Regions from separate parts of the Sus scrofa genome. Here region 2 is linked to region 1. Evidence: chromatin contacts called from public Hi-C data. All regions are on one chromosome and are shown on one strand. Each heading gives the region's core, a stretch centred on a gene start, on an enhancer-like site or on the middle of the called end of the contact. The rest is flanking DNA. Distances are from core to core; before and after follow the strand shown. Region 1 holds the start of DNAJC7 (dnaJ homolog subfamily C member 7). Region 2 holds the start of HAP1 (huntingtin-associated protein 1).

Evidence for each region. A called contact is a pair of places that touch in the nucleus more often than the background predicts.
Region 2: a contact with region 1 is called in a Hi-C map of liver, with 4 times the contacts expected there. The contact joins the promoter of HAP1 here to the promoter of DNAJC7 in region 1. A contact is called at or near these places in 4 of 47 Hi-C or Micro-C datasets (liver, retroperitoneal adipose tissue, skeletal muscle and 1 more) and 1 of 2 datasets of contacts at active chromatin or transcription factors (alveolar macrophages).

The regions. Positions count from the first base shown.
Region 1 is chr12:20,723,119-20,727,565 of Sscrofa11.1, reverse strand. It overlaps DNAJC7 (dnaJ homolog subfamily C member 7), which reads right to left and starts at 1,629. Exons shown (of 15, transcript XM_003131409.5): 1 at 1,467-1,629. The coding sequence starts at 1,543. NKIRAS2 (NF-kappa-B inhibitor-interacting Ras-like protein 2) reads left to right here and starts at 4,425. Exons shown (of 4, transcript XM_003131408.4): 1 at 4,425-4,447.
Region 2 is chr12:20,936,207-20,940,247 of Sscrofa11.1, reverse strand. HAP1 (huntingtin-associated protein 1) reads right to left here and starts at 1,785. Exons shown (of 11, transcript XM_021066999.1): 1 at 209-1,785. The coding sequence starts at 680.

The DNA of each region.
Region 1 (4,447 bases), core at 380-2,879:
GATACATACTGAGCAGAGTGAGTTTACTTTAAATTACTTACAACCCAACTTCCTATTTATAGTACAAACAACCATTGAACTTTTTCCAAACACAAGGTAAATCCTTACAATTAACTTAAGCTCTGTGTATTGGGGGTAGTTGTGCGTCTCGTTTTGTACTTACTTAATGATGCTGATGATGCTTAATTCTAAATACCTGGAAGTAACTGGTTTGTGAAAGCTCAAAACTGAGAGAGACTAGTTGCTCTGGTTTCCTGACGTCTCTGAAATCCCAGGGGCCTACTCCACTTTGTGAGGCTCTTGGCTTCCAAGAGGTCAGGAACTTGGGACACTGACTGCAATAACCATCCTTAAACTTGGTAACTATTCATCTGCCTCCCTGAGCACCCCTTATGTTTCAAACCTGGACAGTAAAAACACACAAACAAACAAACAAAATACCCCTCAGAATCCTGACTGCAGATCTCATGAACTACGCACCACCTGAAACCACCCAGACTGAAGCCATATGGGCTTGATATAAAGATATGCAATAAGTAGGAAGGAGAACGAGGGAACCGTAGTCAATTAAGTTGCGCCTGATAAGGAAAGGGCTCCAAACTTCCAGAACCTTTTCGTGAATTCCGCTCCAGCATTAGGACAAGTATGACTACCCACAACTGTGTTCCAACCCCACTCCAATAACCTGCTTTAGCTGTAGCCAAAACCCAGAGTGTTCTCGAAAACCACTCACTCAGCAGCTCCCTTGGCTAGTCCGGACTGGCAATCTCGAGCCACTGCGGCTGCCCAGCAGCGCCAACAGCGCCCAAGCAGCTGGCCTCCTTCTTGCTGCTTAAGAAATAGTCCTGGGGAAAATGAGGATCTTAGGAAGGACGGAGGGGGACGGGGGGCTGGGCGTGCAGACCATGAGACAAGCCCCTCACCCTTCTTTATCACCTTCAACTTCTAGGGCAACCGAGGGGCCACCAGGTCAATAATGAAGACACACAATCACCTCGGGCCAGACTAGTACTCGCTGGGGTATAACTACGGAGGAAAGGGAGAGAGAAAAGAGGGTTCTGGCGATGCAAAGTGCTGATAGACAACAATGTGCAGAAGTTAGCAAGAGGAGGAGGGGGTCGGGGGCGATGTAAGAAGTCGTCATCACCACTGCGCCGCCTCCCCCACCCCGCAACAAACCTCCCAGATCCCCTCAGAGACCTGGCCTCTGCAATGAGGACGACCTTCCTCTCTGCTGGGGAAACAAGGCCGAGCCTCAGCTCCCCAGCCAGGCGGAAGCTGGAGGGAAGGGCCGACCTCCGAGAGCGCCCCTTCAGGGGGTCCATCCGGACTCGAGCCCAGATTGGGGGGGGGGGGTCTCGGAGGGCGGGGCATCGCCTCGACAGGGGCTGCACCACGGCAAGGACGGGGTTCCCGGAGCCACGGAGCTTAAGCTCGCCCGTTCCCCTACCCTGCCACCCGGTTACCTCTTCGCTTCCTCGTCGTCGAGCAGCTCTGGCCCGGTCGCCGCCATTACCACATCGCACTCCGCGGCAGCCGCCATCTTACCGCCGGGACCAGAGAGCCGGGTGGGAGGCCGGCGGTGAAGAGCACTTCCGGTCGGACCATCGAGCAGCTCGGCGGCGCTGCGCCCAGAGGGGTTCCCTCGGGCCCGTCTACCAGCGAGAGGCTCTGCTTGGGGCCAGAGCGGCCTCCCGCCCTCGGAGGTCCACGGTGGTCTCCGCCCTGGGGCGGGGACCCAGAGACGGTTCCTGTGCGTAGGGGGCGCCACTTTACCCTTGGGTCGGACGAGGGATACAGGCTGCTGTCTCCTCTCTAGGCTTTGGCTTTTCTCAGTATTCTGAGAGCCTCGTTGCCATAACAACTTCCAATCCTAGAGAGTCTCCCGTGAGGCTCGGAGAGTCGGACTGGGTAGGGATCCTGTGACCTGGAGGGAAAGAGCCCCCCCCCCCCACTACTATCTTTTCGACCTTGAGAGTGTGTCCACAGCTTCCTTCACGAAAGGAAAGAAGAGACACTTTGAGTCCTTCTTCCCCAGCGTTCATCGGCCCCTAGAAGCCCTGCCCAACCAAGCCAGAGGAACGCAGGGCGTCTTCACACCGCGCCTTTCATCCCCTCTGGATCTCCAAGCACCAACTGGTTCATCACCCTAATGACGCTGACCCTTTGATGAGGCTGCTTTCATGTCAGCCTCCGGGAGTGCCATCTCAGCATTAAACCTAGGGAGGGTGGCATGGGGCCCCAGACTCTGCTCTGGAGTTTATAAGGCAGCTCACGGGGTGAGGTCCCTTCTCCACAGTGTCCCCATTGCTCTCAACCCTTATGTAAACTCCCTGCTCAGCACGCTTGTCTTGTCAAATGCAGTCTGGATCGGGAACTCAGAGAGGGCAAGGACACAGCCTGATCATCTTTTTAGCAACTCCCTTCACTCAAACCAATAATATTTGTGGCCTTGAATTGTATTGGGGTTTCCTGAGGTTAAATTGGGGGAGTTTGAAGTTAAAAATTAAAGTTAACCGGTACTGGAGTTCCCGTCGTGGCTCAGCAGAAACGAATCTGACTAGCATCCATGAGGACACAGGTTCCATCCCTGGCCTTGCTCAGTGGATTAAGGATCTGGCGTTGCCCTGAGCTGTGGTGTAGGTCGCAGAGGTGGCTCAGATCTGGCGTTGCTGTGGCTGTGGTGTAGGTTCCCTAGCCTGGAAACCTCCATATGCTGTGGGTGCGGCCCTAAAAAAAGATTAAAAAAAAAATTAGAGTTAATGGATACTAAAATAAGAGGGGCTCAAGGGAATTTAAAAAGGATTTATCCCCCTTCTTCAGTAAAACAGTCTGTGCCATTGTTGGTAAGTTGCCTGCATGGCCCCTGCCTATCACAGTGCTGAGGAAGCTAAATCACACCTAGCACCTGGGGAACAGAGGATGGGAGAGGCTCAGGTTTTTGGAAGAGAAAAGTCGTTCATCCAGCCAGTCATTCAGCAGCCCTCTCTAAAGTGCCTACTTTTTGCTAGGTTGGGAAGGCACAGACTCGGACCACCTGCCCCATTTGCCAGTGGCTTGGCAGCCTACAGTCTAATGCAGAAGGCCATCTGTCTTTAAGTATCTTCCAAATTTGTGTTCTCTGAATCTAAGATTCCCCATATATCTCCAAGTCTTACTGATTCTCTTACCAAATGTCTCCCCAGTCTAACTCCTTTCCATCCCAGTTCAGGCTCTCATCATTAAAAAGCAAAACAGGAGTTCCCGTTGTAGCGCAGTGGTTAACGAATCCGACTAGGAACCATGAGATTGCGGGTTCGATCCCTGCCCTTGCTCAGTGGGTTAATGATCCAGCGTTGCCGTGAGCTGTGGTGTAGGTCGCAGATGCGGCTTGGATCCCTCGTTGCTGTGGCTCTGGCATAGGCTGGTAGCTGTAGCTCTGATTCGACCCCTAGCCTGGGAACCTCCATATGCCGCAGGAGCGGCCCAAGAAGTGGCAAAAAGACAAAAAAAAAAAAAAAAAAAGCAAAACAAAGCTTGGAATGCTACCATAATCTCCTCACTAACCCCACATCTCATCTCTCTCCAAGCTTCATTCTTCTACCAGAGTGGCAAGTGGCCTTCTTTTTTTTTTTTTTTTTTTTAATATGGCCATACCTACAACATGTGAAAGTTCACTGGGCCAGGGACTGAATCCCAGTTGCCACCACAGGTGCAGCAACACCGGATCCTTTTAGCCAACTGTGCCAGCTGGGGATCAAACCTGTGTGTCCCTCTGTAGAGACCTGAGCTGCTGCAGTTGGATTCTTAATCCAGTGCACCAGAGTGGGAATTCCCAGAGTGACTTTTTTTTTTTTTCTTTTTTTTAAATGGCTGCACCTCTGGCCCATGGAAGTTCCTGGGCCAGAGATTGAATCAGCAGCTGCAGCAACATGGGAACCTTTAAGCCACTGTACCAGGCTGGGGATTAAGCCGGAGCTTCTGAAACAACCCAAGCTACCGCAGGAGGACATAAATCCTCCAGGAAGGTTCCAAGGAGTTCGTGGTGTCCACTGCCCCCCACCCCAGGTAAATGCCCCTTGGTTGTGCTCCCGTAGCCCTTCTGTAGTAACTCTTACCATGCTGTACTGTAATTGTTGGTTTAGATGTCTAGTTCCTCTAGATGATGAGGTTTTCTTCTTTTTTATTTTTTTTTCTTTTTCAGCTGCACCCAAGGCAGCTGCACCCATAAGAAGTCCCCAGGTTTAGGGGTCCAATCTGGCCTATGCTACAGCAACGCAGGATCCGAGCGGCTTCTGTGACCTACGGTGCACCTCGGCCGCAAGGACCAGATGCTTAACCCACTGAGTGAGGCCAGGGATGGAACCCTCATCCTCATGGATACTAGTCAGGTTCTTAACCCGCCGAGCCACTATGGGAACTCCTAGGTGGTGACATTCTAATGGGCAGTTACCATGTCTATTTTGCC
Region 2 (4,041 bases), core at 536-3,035, 210 kb before region 1:
ACCCACAGACAGGAAATCAGGGAACGAGAGAAGGGGAGAGGAGAAGAGGAAGAGGCGACCGGAGAGGCACCGCAGAATGTGACATCTCCAGGGTGGCTGGAGAGGTGGGACTGAGCACCAGAGGGGATGGGGCGCCTGGACCGGAAGAGGCCCCCCTCCTCCCTGCTGCTGTCCCACCCGCTCTGAGGACCCGGGGACCCTAGTTTACCTTCCTCTAACTCTCGAATAAAGGCGGTGCGCTCGGGGCCAGACACCTCAGGCCGCCGGCTGATGCAGGCAGCTGGCGTCTTCCAGATGCCCGCCGCCTTTCCAGTCCCCAAGCCACTGGCTTGGGAACCAAAAGGTCCTCGGAATATAAAGCGAGTCCACGGCACGTCCGAGTTGTCGAGCACGGACTGTGCATTCCCCTGGTCGACGGAGAATGCAGACGTGCGCTGGGCTCCTGCCTTGGATCCAGACTCGGAGGCCCGGCGAGCGCCTTCCGGGGGTCCTGAGACGCAACTGGATCCGTATCCTGCTCCCTGTCCAGCCTCGGGTGCCTGCGCAGGGACGGGTTCAGGCTCGGTGGAAGGCTGTGGAGCGGGATTGGCTGCGGACGGAGGAGCAGGGGTGACTGCTCCGGGATCCCCGGGTCCCGGCCCGTGCCCGGCGCATCCCTGCCCCAACTCTTTCGGGCGCATCTTGTGTCCGCAGTCGGCTGCCTGTCGCAGCCCGGCCTTTATAACCTGTGCCTAGCTGTGCGCCCGCCGGGCGGTACCACGCGTGGGGGGGTGGCCTAGGAGCAACTGGTGGTGCCCGAGACGAGGGGAGGCTCGGGGGAGAGAGCCAATGGGGGCGGAAAGAGAGCGCAAAAGTAAGAGAAAGGCGAAGAGAAGAAGCGAGTAAACGTTTCAGCTGGTTCCACGGGCTTGGGCTCCCAAGGCAGGCTATTCTCCCCTCTCCACCTCTTAAGAATGGTTTTGCCCAAAGCGGCCGCTTCCCCGGGATTTGGGTCCAGGGACTCTGAGGTCCCTAAGTGGGGGTACCCCCTCCCTCCGCTCTAGCCCGAGGCTTTTCGGCTACCTTCCCTGGATCTGACCTGTGAGTTGGGGCTGTATCGTGTCTTTCCTCGTTGGCTGGGAGATAAATCCAAACGCCAGGACGGTCTCCACGCGCTGCCCAGACTGGCGCGTCACACACGGATCCTGGACTTCATACCCCCAGCGCTCCAGCCGCTCGCTCGGCAGCCCTCTTTCTTATTTCTTGGTTCGTCTTATGGCCTTTCCTCATGCTTCACCTCTGCTTTCATTCGCTCTGCCCGACTCCTTCCACGCGGGCAAACTCCTGTTCTTCCGGAAGACCCCGCTTAGGTGTCTCCGCGTAAAGACTCCTCGGATCCCGCCCTCCTTCACGCCAGAGCATCCTTTACGCGATGGCAACTGTGGTCAGACCGTGTCTGCCTCCACGATCAGAGCTACTCCCCTTCAGCACGGGAAGCAGGTCCCTCAGAGCACAGCACAGGTCCTGGTACCTATGAGGGTCGCCGTAAGTAGGTCCTGAATGAACTGTAGGGCAGCAGAGGGGTCCAGGGGCCATTTCTGTGCCTTTGGACCAGAGGAACCCACAAAACCAAAAAGAGATGGCTGCTGCACTGATTCTTTTAAAGCCTTGGCATCATTCTTGGGGTCCCAGTTTTCCTCCTCTTGAATACTGTCAATCTCCAAATCCTGCTTGATTTACCTCCTAAATATTTCTAAATGTCTGCCTCCTTGTCAGCCCTTCTGCTGTGGAGGTCTCATTCTCTCTTCTAGATTGTTGTGATTCTCCCATTCCCCCATGCCATCCCCACCCCCAGAAATCCATCTCTAGCCCATCTCTCCCATTCATACTCCATTCCAGGTCACCCTTGTCTTTTTCCGCAGCAACGCCAGATCTGAGCCATGTCTGCAACCTACACCACAGCTCACGGCAACACTGGATCCTTAACCCACTGAGCGAGGCCAGGGATCGAACCCACAACCTCATGGTTCCTAGTCGGATTCGTTAACCACTGAGCCACGATGGGATCTCCATATATGTATTTTTTACATCTTCTTTATCCATTCATCTGTTGATGGGCACTTTGCTTCCATATCTTGGCTAATGTAAATAACACTGCTGTGAACATTAAGACTACATAAAGCATGCATGTTTTCTATGGTTTATTTGTCAGCAAAATAGTTTTCGTTGAAGTATAGTTGATTTACAATATTGTATTCAATTCTGGTGTACAGAAAACTGATCCAGTTGCCCATATATATTATTTTTCATATTCTTTTTTTTATAGGTTAATACAAAGTATTGGATATAGGTTCCTGTACTATACAGAAGGACCTTGCGGTTTATCTATTTTATTTTATTTTATTTTATTTTATTTTATTTTTTGTCTTTTTGCCATTTCTTGGGCTGCTCCCAAGGCATATGGAGGTTCCCAGGCTAGGGATCCAATCGGAGCTGTAGCCACCGGCCTACGCCAGAGCCACAGCAACGCGGGATCCGAGCCGCGTCTGCAACCTACACCACAGCTCACGGCAACGCTGGATCCTTAACCCACTGAGCAAGGCCAGGGACTGAACCCGCAACCTCACAGTTCCTCGCCACGACGGGAACTCCTGTTTATCTACTTTATATCTAGCAGTTTGCATCTGTTAATTTATATCTTCCCCACACTTTCCCCTTTGTTAATGATGTTTGTTTTCTGTGTCTGTGAGTCTGTTTCTGTTTTGTAAATAAGTCCATTTGTGTCATATTTTAGATTCAACATATAAGTGATATCATATGGTATTTGTCTTTCTCTGTCAGCGAAAATTCTTTTTTTTTTTTCTTTTTATGGGTGCACCTGCAGCCAATAGAAGTTCCCATGTGAGAGATGGAATCAGAGCTGCAGCTGGGGCTAAACCACAGCCATGGCAATACTGGATCCGAGGCACATCTGCAATCTATGTCCAAGCTTGCAGCAACACTGGATCCTTAACCCACTGAGCGAGGCCAAGGATTGAACCCACATCCTCACCGAGACTACATTGTGTCCTTAACCCACTGAGCCACGATGGGAACTCCAGCAAAAAGTCTTAAGGAGACAAAACCCAACCCCAAGGCTTCCTGTGGATAGTGAGGTTGGAGAACATCAGGAGGTGACAGGGCATCAGCATGGCCCAGACATAATGAGGCTTTAGCCTTGAAGCCCTGTCGAGTGGCTCCCCCATCAGCCACCAGCGTCCTGGACAAACTTACTGAGACACCTCACCTCTGCAGCTCCAACACCTAGCACAGGACAGGACATCAGTAGGGGACCGTTCAATTTTTGCTGCATAGATATTTGCCGAATTGAATTATCCCTGCCTTTGAGAAAACAGCCTCAAGGCCCCTGGGAAGTTTGCAGTGAAGAAGGAAATGGGATGGAGAAGACAGAGCTGAAGGGGACTGCAGGCTCGCCAGGTGACAGAACCCTCTAGGTCCAGGCACTGGTGCCCAGCAACTCTTACTACAGCCACTAGAGGGCAGTGCCAGACCATGGATCACCACCTCACCTCGCCACCCCCGACCAGGCTCCCTATTGCAGGGTCACTAACCCTGCAAAAGAGGCTGTGGAGGGATGGTGTCTCCATTTTACAGATGGAGAAACCAGGGCTCAGACCCCCGTGTCTCTACAGTAAGCATTGTGGCCTGGCTGATGGGTTTCTGCCACTGCCCAGGGCTGTGAAAGAGACCCAGTTCGGGGTCCCTGACCCAGGCCTGGGTCTGTGGTTCCCCTTCGGTCCTCCTGCTGCTGCTCTCACCCAAGAGATCAGCAGAGACCCTAGCTCTCTGCCCTCCCTCCCAGTACACACCCTCTGACCCCTGCTGGACCAGAGAGAGGACCATAGGGGGCACACGACCTGCCAGGCACACCCCACACCACAGCCATCAACTTGGGGCACAGACATGGTGATGCCCAGCCTTGGGCAACACCAGCACACACCCACCCAGCTCAGGCCACCTCCTCTGGCCTGAACCTGGAAAACACCCCGTGGGACAGGGTTC